2 separate regions of the Triticum aestivum genome follow, and region 2 is linked to region 1. Evidence: chromatin contacts called from public Hi-C data. All regions are on one chromosome and are shown on one strand. Each heading gives the region's core, a stretch centred on a gene start, on an enhancer-like site or on the middle of the called end of the contact. The rest is flanking DNA. Distances are from core to core; before and after follow the strand shown.

Region 1 (5,776 bases), core at 1,632-4,131:
CACATAGAGCTAAAATTGAACAGGACCAAATTGCTTCTTGTTAATGTAAAGACTTGAACAATTGTGCTCATGCATAAATTCCATTGAACATACTCGAATTGGACAAACTTAGTCCCTGCATGATGTTTCTTCTCTCTAAAAATCAACAGTTAAATCCTCCTAAAAAATACTAAGAAAGGGGGAGAGGCCATGGCGTCGTAGTGGCGGCAGCTCGAGCCCAACACAACCGAGATAAAACACCTGCCAGTATGTAAGGAGCGTCTGCCGCGCTTATCCTCCACCAGCGCGTTGGCCATCTGTTGCTTTACTCGTCGCCTATGTTATGGGGAGCAGAAGCATTGATGCAAAGCCGTGCCACTTTGTGAGATCCATAATTAATTGATTTTGATACGAACGTGCTACTCATGTACAAATTAGCGTAAAAGGCATCCAATTCCGTCGTTGTGACCTTCTTCTCAAATTAGCTTTAGCAGGCCCTCAGTCCCATAGAGCCGAGACCTGCCTTGCCCACCAGGCCTGGTGCCCACTATCACAGCATACAAGATCGTCATCTTTTTCTCTCTGAATTTTATGCCTGATACATTGCCATTGGGATTACCTGCTGCACATGCTCTATAGGGATGGTAATCACTACTAAGATTTTCTTCCGATGCATCAGGGTAGCTTCAGGTAGTTCTGCCCCGACGACTAATCTGCTATTCATTGGTTATCCCCAAACGAATCAGCAAAGATACCAATCGCTAAACTCGCTCACGGGAATAGGATGGAAGGTTCACCTGCTTAATTTTGAACCCACGAAGGCAAAAAAGGTCCGAATCTGCCTCCTCCCACCTTCCACATGAGAGATGCTAGAAGATGGCACCATCGGTGACTTCGCGATGGCAGGTCGATAGCGCAACGCTTCGATAGGTTGTGGTTAACCACTATCCTAGCGGCAAGGCGCAGGCGCACGGCAGAAGTAGGTCAGGCAGAGGCGCTGTGCACCGTGAAGCAACCGAGGGATTGAGAAGAGAAAGACGGGAGAGATCGGGATGGATGGATCTGGAAATGAGCGGAGATAAATAAGGAGGATGCGGTGACCCCAATGGCCATAGGCGGCCGGTGGTGCGTTTTGATTGTTCGGGAGTAAACAGCGTTTTGATTGGTTCATCTCTCGGTGACAGAAGTGGAAGAGAGTCAATCGGTTCGGTGACCACGGCATGGATAAATACAAAATAATATTTAGATCACACAATTTGTTGATTGTTTTATGTGAAAGTGAATTGCTGAGGTGGATAGGCTGCATGTCAAGAGAAATAGGATAGTGAGGATGAACTATTTAGGTATTATAGATTTATCGTCCATAATTCTGAGTGTAGTTGATCGACGATTGATGACACCATGTCATAGTCACTTGGTTACTGAGTTACTTAACATTACTCATGCACCATATGACTTGCATTAGAATGTTGGGATGGTATGATACCGCATGCTATTAACTGATACGCTTAAAACTTCTATAACATTAGGATATCTAAAACATAGTGCATCATCATGACCATTCATGATGTACTCCCTCCGTTCCATAATGTAGTGTGTATAGATTTTTTGAAAAGTCAAACTTATAGAGAGAACTATTTATATCTATGATATCAAATATATAAAATATGGAACTACAACTATGATGAATCTAGTGATATATGTTTGGCATTCTAGGTGTAAATGTTTTTCTCCATAAACTTTGGTCAAAGTTTTGTGAGGTTTGACTTTTCAAAAAATAAATAAAAATGCACTACATTGTAGAAAGGAGGGAGTAATAATTATTCATTAAGCGGCATATTATGATCTCATAATTAATGCCAATACATTTTTATTGTCCAAGATTCCAAGCATTGCCTGAGATTTAACTTTCAAGCTCTCATCAAGGTAAAATTAATTGCTTGAGATATTAAACCATTTAATTTTTCATTTTAACACATAAGAAGTCAATAGATTGGTGAACACACATCTAGATGAAGTCTACCTTTGGTTAGCCTCCACATGTCACAATCCTCATCCTCATAAACTCATCGATCACCCAGAGCATGTGCTGCTGCATAAGACACATAGGGCCATGTGTAAATTAATTTTGTAAAACAATAATCATTTCATTTCAAATTAATTGAAGCCCTAGTTTTATACCGAGTTATTTTCTTAATTTTCATCAAACCGATAGGGAGATATATCAATAGTTAAAACATCAAATTGATTTTGTTATATTCATTACAAAATAGATTTGATGTTTTTTTCGAGTAAAATAGTTTCAATGTTGTACTCCCTTTGTCCGGAAATACTTGTCGGGGAAATAAATGTATCTAGACGTATTTTAGTTCTAGATACATCTAATTTTATCTATTTGTGCGACAAATATTTCAACTTTGCTTTGGTGTAAAAAAGCAAGGTCAACATATACTTTTTCTAGAAAAAACTGGTGCGTGCTCCGGTTCTATGTTTTCATTAAGTTTAATGTATAATTTTGTCGTAAAAATGTTTGTGGAGGAAAACACCAATTTATATTCCTCTGAACACGGATTATTTTTCGTTGTCGAGGGAAATTTTGACAAGTCATATGAGTTCTTTGCATTTTCTATATCCATTTCTGTGTGATTTCATCATTTTCTTTTGTTTCATTTTTTTGCGGGAATTTCTTTTGTTTCATTTGACCTTTATTTTCAACAATTCCTTAAAAAATACTACTCCCCCGATCCAAAATAAATGTTGCAGTTTTGAATTGGATGTAAAAAAAGTGTCGCAGTTTTGAATTGGAGTTAGTTCAAAATCGTGACAGTTATTGTTGTTTAAAAAAATGGAGAGAGAAGCCCATCCACCTATGACCCAAAACGGTTCCGGCCCACTGCATCCATCACCGTCCAACCGCACAAGTTAGGACGGGTGTCCCGATCCAACGTCTGCGCGACATCGACTCAGTCGATAAAGGCTCCCCGTCGCGTCGGGAAGCTTCCGGACTCCACACGAACCTTGATCTCCTCTCCTCTCCTTCCTCCCCTCGGGCGGCGCCACTCCGATCGATCCTCCCCGTCCGCGGTAAGCTTCGCTCGATTTGCTCGGTAGCTTGGTTGCCTGTGATCATCCGTCTGATATACTTTACCTAATCACCGCGATGTATTCATGATCCCGGATTTCGTATGATCCCCGAGGAAATTTTAGCAGTTTATATTCCAAAATTATGGCCGGTCCTGATTGCGGTTTTAATCGCGTCTCAGATCTGTTGGTTCGTTAGACTGTCTGGATAGGTCTGAAGCAAATTCGGCGCAGCAGCGTTGCCGTTATATAGTGTAGTCGTTGCTCTGAAGTTTTGGGTGCCAGTGTTCATGTTCATTCATGCGCATAATAACTGTGGGGGTTAGCCACTGTTTCATTGTAACCTGTTTGTCATTCCCTTGTGTTGATTCGAGAAAGTATTCTTGATCTCCTAAGAGATACTCCCACGGGCCTGATGTGTTGGTTAACTGCAGGGGTACTTAAAAAGTCCTGTTCGCCCTTTGACCCTGCATGCCTGATACTTTTAGGCTGTGTTCGGCAATCCACCGCTCCGTCACCAGGGAGCGGAGCGCGCGGAGCAGCCTGTTTGCCGCTCTCTGTATTTCTACTGTATGCCGCTCCGCTCCGCGCGGAGTTACGGAGCGGAGGGATTCCGAACGGAGCCTTAGTCTTTTAGATGATAGCTTGTGCTCACTATTGGTTTTTCTATACCTCATAAAGATCAGACAAAATAACTGAAATCTGTAGTGAACTATCCCCGCGAAGTCATCTAAGTTACTTTTAGGAAAGTAATTATATAAACTTACAAACTTGGGTTTTAGTGTCATCTCTAGCAATTAATGTTTGCATCAATGTAACTCTATAAGAAAACATGTGATGATGAAGCGATGACATCTTGTACAATGGACAAAATTACGATGTTTTGAGTGCAAAGTGATCACTACAATCTTCTCCCTATTTGAACATAGATTATCCCTTCAAGTTAGTGCTTGATGGTTAGGTCATCCCTTACTTAATCTTCATTGCGCATACGATGTTGATTTATGAAGTATGTTCGAATAGGCTAGTTGGTCATTTTGTGGCGCATGGAATTGTTTTAGTAATAATGCTTTATTGTTTTATTGTAGACCAATATGAGAAGAGGCTACAGCTACAGTCCATCCCCGCCACCAAGAGGCTACAGGGGAAGGGCCCGTAGTCCAAGTCCCCGTGATCGTTATGATGGTCGGGGTAGAGATCTCCCAACCAGTCTTTTGGTCAGGAACCTTCGTCGTGACTGCAGGTAAGGTTTTCACAGAACTTCCCAGGCTAGTACTAGCATGTATTTTTATATTTCTGCAATTTCTCACCTAAACTCATCTTGGTGTTAAACATGTTCAGAAAGTATGGTAAATGCATCTGTGACATTCTATCTTCATTTTACTTCGATGAAGAAATGTGTGTTCATCTTCAATTAAGATAGTTTTTTAAGTCTAATAGTATATACATTTTAGTTTAAAATATAGCTTGGTGGTATAATAAAATAAGCCATCTTCGGTTGTTGCCCCGTGCCTTTCCCTGTGGGAGATTCAGCACTAATGAGGCATCAATTTCAAAATGCATCCAGGAATAGGCAATTTGTCATATGTGTTAGCTAAACTTTCTCCTAGGCCAAACTAGCATGCATTTTCGTATCCGGTGTATATAATATTTGTGGAATTTCTTACCTAAACTCTCCTTGGTGTAACACATTCAGAAAATATGGTAAATCCATCTTCGATGTTCTATCCTCATTCTATTTTGAAGCATGTGTGTATTCATGTTCAACTAAGGTAGTTTTTTAAGTCTATACATTTAGTTTTGAATATAACTTGGTGGTAATAAATAAGCCCATCTTCAGTTGTTAACCCATGCCTTTCCATGTGGGGGATCAGCCCTAACCAATAGGGATCAACTTCAAAATGCATCCTTGAATAAGCAATTAGTCATATGTGTTACCTCTTGCTATCTGCTGCTTAACTGGCTTTCGTCTGTGCGCGTCTCTCCTCCCTTCCTATCTTGCTGTTTCTTAAATTATCAATTTTTTTATTCTTTCCATGTAAGTGATATGAATTTCTTCTTTCCTCCTAGCCTTTTTAACTCATCATCAATTATGAATGCAGGCCAGATGACCTACGCAGGCCATTTGCACAGTTTGGTCGTCTTAAGGACGTATATATTCCAAGGGATTACTATACTCAGTAAGGCACTCTATCTAGACTTGTTCATTGTCCATTACAAATGCAGATATTAGCAATTTTTTGCAGTAACATACTGCCATATCCATATTTGCTATTTGCACTTTTAGGATAGCACATGCCGCTTTAGTCATAGGATAATCCACCTCGCAAGATAGTTGTTTGCAATATAGTTGTATCAGCGTACATTAAATACTTTTGTGAACCCCTTGGAATTAACAGTGGAAGTAATCTTTTGAAGACAAGTGTTAAGAGTACTGTTGAAGAGAAGGAAAGATAGAGAAGTTGCAAGTTAAGAAACATGCAGTTAAAGATTATTGTTGAAGAGAATGGAAGAAATAGAGACTTGCAAGTTAAAGAGACATACAAATGCAACTAAGATCATTATTGAAGAGAACGGAAGATATAGTTACAGGTTTAAGAGATTTGCAAGTGATCATGAAGAGTTCGAAGTCTGTATTAGAACTCTTATGAAGTGCAAGGTCAGCAGCTGAGTGCACTTTTTACTTGTTTTACTTAATCTGCGTGTGTCTTTGACT
Region 2 (5,588 bases), core at 2,621-5,120, 190 kb before region 1:
GTAGTTCTCTCTTTCTACCTTGAGCTTGGGATAATTGGGATGATGTTTGGCGGCGATCATCAGCGCTGCCTCCAGTATCTCCACATTCCCACTGTTAGCGCAGTTAATAGAACAGCTGACGTTCTCCAGCAAAGGGCAATTCCCACTCCATGTCAACAAGGTTACCAAGCTGGCCACATCCGTTTCTCGAGCGCTGGCACTGTATGCCAGCGTTTTAAGCATCGGCAATGCTCCTTGTCCAATACAGATCTCCATATTGGTCTTCAGCAAACTCAGTTTGTGAAACTCATCGCTGCCAAAAGTACATGATGTGCACCTTTTCTCCACTCTGAGCATGAGTTGGAGGAGCGACGGTAACCTTCCAAGGGTTTGAATATCCTGAGCTTCTACCACCTCCACATGCAAACACAGGCGAAAAAGGAGTGGAACACGCAAACAATTGATCCACGATGGCATCTTGGGTATAAGTATCCTCAACATATGGAACAAACGGAGATTTGAACTGGGTGCGAAGTATTCCAAGCTACCACCCAGAACATGCGAGGATACACCATGAGGCCAGGTAGCCAGGCTGCGGATCTTGCGCAGGTTGCACAGAGACTCCACCAGAGTCTTGCCCGCCGTCTCTGCCATTTGGTTGAAATGGATGTTGAGCTCCCTCAACTCTGTTAGCTTCCCCACCATAGAGCAAAAGTTTGGACATTTGTCCACCGAATAAAGCTGCAACTCTTCAAGGCATGTCAGTTTCTCTATCTCACCCTTCATCTCTGTACCCTTATCAGCCCACAAGCACCTCAAATTCTTTAGCTCACCAATAGATGATGGCAACTCACTTATGGTACCTCCCCTGACGTCCAATATCTCAAGAAATTTTAGATCATGCCCTATTCCTTCCGGGAGCTTGACCGACGTCCCCACTAGTCCTAGGTACCTCAGCTGGACCAACTTGCCAAGATCCTTGAGACTATGGCCTTCAGGAAAAACACAATCCTCTATAACTAGTACACGTAATACTTTAAAGATTGACAGTTGAGGCATTCCACTATCACTGCACGAGATAGCAGTAAATGACCTCACCCATTCCATTTGAATGCTAGAGTTGTGTTCCACACTTCCTCCGTGAAGTGCTAATCTGCGAACCTTATTGGTTTGTTTGCCTTGCGAACATATGCTATTCTTCTCCATGGCATCTACTGTAACAAAGTTCACATCATTTGATATTGTGCGAATGAGATCAAGCACCATGTCATGGACATGACAACCACTTAGAACTTTCCGACGTCATCAAATTCTATCCATCGGATCATGCTTTTGTTTACTAGCTCATTGAAATAGATCTCTCCTACCTCAAATGACCCCATTCCTTCTCTATCAGGTACAAAACCTTCAGAGACCCACCTCCATATGAGTGGTATTTTCTCAATAAAGCTATCCTCACGAAACATACTTAGATACAATAAACATGTCTTTAGATCGGAAGGGAGATCATAATAGCTAAAAGACAATATCTTTCTTGTGTTATGAACAACTTCGTTGTCTTCATGCCCAAAGCCAATGGCATCGTAAACCTTAGACCAATCCTCACTTCGTTTACCAACAAGCAAGCTAGCCATTGTAATGATAGCTAATGGCACACCACCACATTTCTTTAAAATCTTGCTTGTTACTTCAGCAGGTTGGTTATCTGAACTTACTCCTTCACCACCACATGTTCTTGTATAGAATAAGGATTTGGAGTCAACATTGGAAAGCGGTTTCATGTTATAAATTTCACCAATTCTCTTGCCAACTTCAATATTACGAGTAGTTGTGATTACTCTACTATCAGATTTAGTGTCCAGTAAAGCACACTTTATCACTTCCCACGTTGGTATATCCCATATGTCATCCATAACGACAAAGTACCTATTTTCATGAGAAGGCAGAAGACTTGAATTACCAAAACAATTTGTCTAGAATACATAGTAGTGCAAGTAAAACAAGAAGCATGCCAACTCTGCATAAAACAGACCGACTCTCAAAAAAGAAAGCCGTTAAAAATCATAAATACCAATGCTTAATGAAACACGTAATACAAAAAGAGGGAGAAAAGCTCCCTAGCTAGGATCACGAAAATCCATAATTTAGCAATTTTCTCCAATTTGCTTCTAGAAACAGGGTCACCTCATTCATATGTTTATAGGTTGCATATTTGACAAGGTGTACATTTGAATCTTTCATTTGTAACATCCGTCTTCAAAAATAGTAATTCAAAGTGGAAATTTGGTGGTATTTTCATACGGTCAGTAGGCTTAGATACTTTATGTAGCAACTTAATTCATATCAAACTCTGATCTCAGATCTTCAGACATTTAGCCTCGATAACAAATTTCAACTTAAATTACCACACTTTATCAAATTATCACGAGATCCTACCACGAGAATGGGTCGGTAGCTAGACACATGAAGAAAGAATGGTAAGTGAGTCCACTAGTAGAAGAGATGGGAGGAAGAGAGAAGATGACATTTGCGTAAGGAAGATCTGCTATGGATGCTCTGGTGCTTTCCCTCCAATATCCAACCACCGATGCCACTAACAGGTCTTACTGGCCTACCACCTGTCGGTTCCATAGTATGGTGAAGATATTATACCATACCCAATTGATGCAACATGTTGTCAGGGAATACTTAGCCAACTTAGTAATCTATTCTAACTAGATGAGGATAGGTTGCATAGAAGGACTTGAGTAGCATATGGTAGTGTATTAAGTGCGTACCTCTTGTTCCCAAGAAATCCACGCACCTCGTCGATGAGCTGCCTTGCATCCATTTTTGATGCAGTGATGTTTATGTACTTTTCCTTGTCAAGTTCATGGAGTATGTCCCTAAGAACTTTCTTCGTGTCAGGGTTTTGACCCACTGGTACAAAACACCTACAAGTGGATGAACTGCTAAGCTTGTCATAAACTGCTCTAGCCAGAGTTGTCTTGCCTAATCCTCCGAATCCAACAACGGAGACAGTCTTGAGTGGTTGATTCTTCAACAATTCACTTTTCTCAGGCAACATCCTCATTAGCTCATCCATCGCCTTGTCAATGCCAACAAGGTCAGATACCTTGTTGTACATAGCCAAGAGACGAGGGTCAACTGTCGTTGTGGCGAGATTAGACATAACATCGTTGATCTTGTACCTTTCAAACCGTTCCTTGACCTCCCTAACTTGAATCTTAATGTGTTTGATGTCATCAGCTATTCTATGGCGGATCTTGAACCTGCTGACCTTGTTGCGGGTCTTCTTGATGAAGCCCTTGAACGTGCGTGGTTTTGTAGGCTGAAGACCATCTATGCGCACCATGGATGAGTCAAGACTGTCCTCTATGGCATAGGACAGCTCCCTGACTTCATTGGCCCAGATCTTGACTTGTGAATTAAGCTGGTCCAATGGCACGTTGGAGACCTTCTCAAGAGCAGCTTGCATGGTCTCGAGCTCGGCCTTGAGGTCCCTAATCCCCTTCTTCACAGTTCCCTTCAGGTTGTACTCATCCAGGAGCAGTTCCCCCAGTTTGGGAATGAGGGAGCGCATCGCCCCCGTGGCAAACTCGATGGCCATGCTCGGTGGGCTGGACTCTCACCCTAGCTCTCTCTCTCTCTCTCCCGTGTTTGCTTCTTCTGTTTCCTTATATCTATGTTCTCAAGAGCTCTTTACATGCCTTGCTTGCGTAGCTTGAAGTTACATGTATCTATATATGGACTAATACAAGGGGTGGCTTGGTTGGTGATAGTGAGGTCCTAGTTGGTTTTGAGTTAGCAATTTCATATTCCCTTCTATGATGTCGATTAGACTCATGGAGAGGCAAAGTTTGACACGGCCGATGCGGTCTCACTGTAGTGCATTCAAGTTGTCTGTAGAGGCAAAGTTTGACATGGCCGATGCGGTCTCACTATAGTGCAGCATAGATTGCCAGTGGGATTGTTAGGTAAGAGCTGCTACCGAGGTGCTATGTCGACATTAGCACATGTAATTCCTCTAGATCTGGGCAAAACTACATGTTAGTGGAACCATAGAGAGCATGTCTCAACAAAGTAGTTTATTCTCATCTATTTGAATTTAAAAGGTGAGATTTCATAAAGCAGTATTTTTATATGTTTCTTGGTATCTGCAGCATGCTGTCTATGAAGTATTTGTTGTATTTGTCCAGACAAAATGCATGCTCACTGGGCCAGATATCTATGTTTTCTTTTTTGTGAAAGAGATATTTCTATTTTGCGAAAGAGATATCTTATGTATTGATCCTACTCTGCTTGCATCCTTTGACCTCTTCATTGACAAATCTTGCAGCAATCTTCATTGGTTTCCTGGACGTGAATACGCTAAGATTAAAGCCAGAGAAAAGGACGGAGGAAAGTCTGGAAGAATATATTGCGGTTCTGAAAAGATAAGCTTGAACAGATGTTGCTTTGCTTGTGTCCGGGCTACACGACTACGACCTAGTTCATCGTTGCCCGGGCTGAAACGAAGAGTTGCAATAATATGTGGATGCAAAAGCATCTTTCTACACAAAAATCTATTGGGCTTAGAAATTTGCTCTGTTCTTTTCTCACATTCTTGAATTTTATGCATCTTAACTGGATACACCACTATGAGACGATCATTGTTGGCCGGGTCCCTCTGGTACAACTTCTCCACTCTCATACCCACTGCACACATCTTTTGTCTCGTCCAATAAGATGTTCTCGGCATTATCCCTGAGGCCAACCACTCCACGAGGACCCTCCACAAAGTAAAGGAAGGGGTATTGGAAGGTCGAGGTGGAGACCCATCGTCCTTGTCTTCCAGGAGCTTGGTATGCCTGGGACAAAATTAAAAGGGTATCTGCCCATCATTCCGGTACACACAAACCACAAAATGGCTTCGATTTTACCTGATGGTCTTCTTAATTTGTAAGGATAAAAGATTCAAATAGTTGAAGTAAATGCATAAATTTGACAACAATGCACACACAGGAAAGGACAGGTATGACTGTCTTATATAAAATAAAATAAAAAGAGCAGAGGGAAGTACGTACGACACCGTAGTAGATATTGAAGTTTTGTATACTAAATCAAGGTATAGAGAAGCAATTCACGCAAAATTGGAGAACAACCATATAATCCAAAAGGTCTTCAGAGAAGAAAAAACCACAAGGGTCGAGATCCCAAGAAGACCAAAAACAATGATACAAATATTCAGTTAAGACAAGTACATTACAAAGCAACAAGTCGGTTAAAACTCTAAATTCATGTTTACTAGTTTATCCAGAGAAGGGGTGCATATGTGGTAGGAAGAAGTACTCACTCCCTCTGTAAACTAATATAAGAGCGTTGAGAGAGGGACTAGAAGACAAAGACACGAAGACACACTAACACGCATGCATACACGTGGATCGGTGGATGTACTATATCAAAACTGAATGGAAGAGAATGAGGTAGGTACCTCCTAGTGGCACACCATGATTTAAGCAATGCTCGCTGCCCCCCTCCTCTCTGGTGATACGAGTTATCTTGCGCGCACCACCATCGTCTGGCTGAAATAGTTAACGATATACTGTATTATACATACCTCTTCGTGA

The links. A called contact is a pair of places that touch in the nucleus more often than the background predicts.
Region 2: a contact with region 1 is called in a Hi-C map of leaf, with 7 times the contacts expected there. The contact joins the enhancer-like site here to the promoter of LOC123044095 in region 1. A contact is called at or near these places in 3 of 5 Hi-C or Micro-C datasets (all in leaf).

The regions. Positions count from the first base shown.
Region 1 is chr2B:162,715,753-162,721,528 of IWGSC CS RefSeq v2.1, reverse strand. LOC123044095 (serine/arginine-rich SC35-like splicing factor SCL33) reads left to right here and starts at 2,881. Exons shown (of 6, transcript XM_044466735.1): 1 at 2,881-3,063; 2 at 4,149-4,303; 3 at 5,163-5,240. The coding sequence starts at 4,155.
Region 2 is chr2B:162,904,928-162,910,515 of IWGSC CS RefSeq v2.1, reverse strand. It overlaps the pseudogene LOC123044098. Among protein-coding and RNA genes, the nearest start is that of LOC123044097, 13 kb to the right of the region's middle. Within about 2 kb of position 3,870, at least 1 of the 8 cell types and tissues checked has an H3K27ac peak or open chromatin away from gene starts, as enhancers often do. A contact at or near this core is called in leaf, where this site is marked.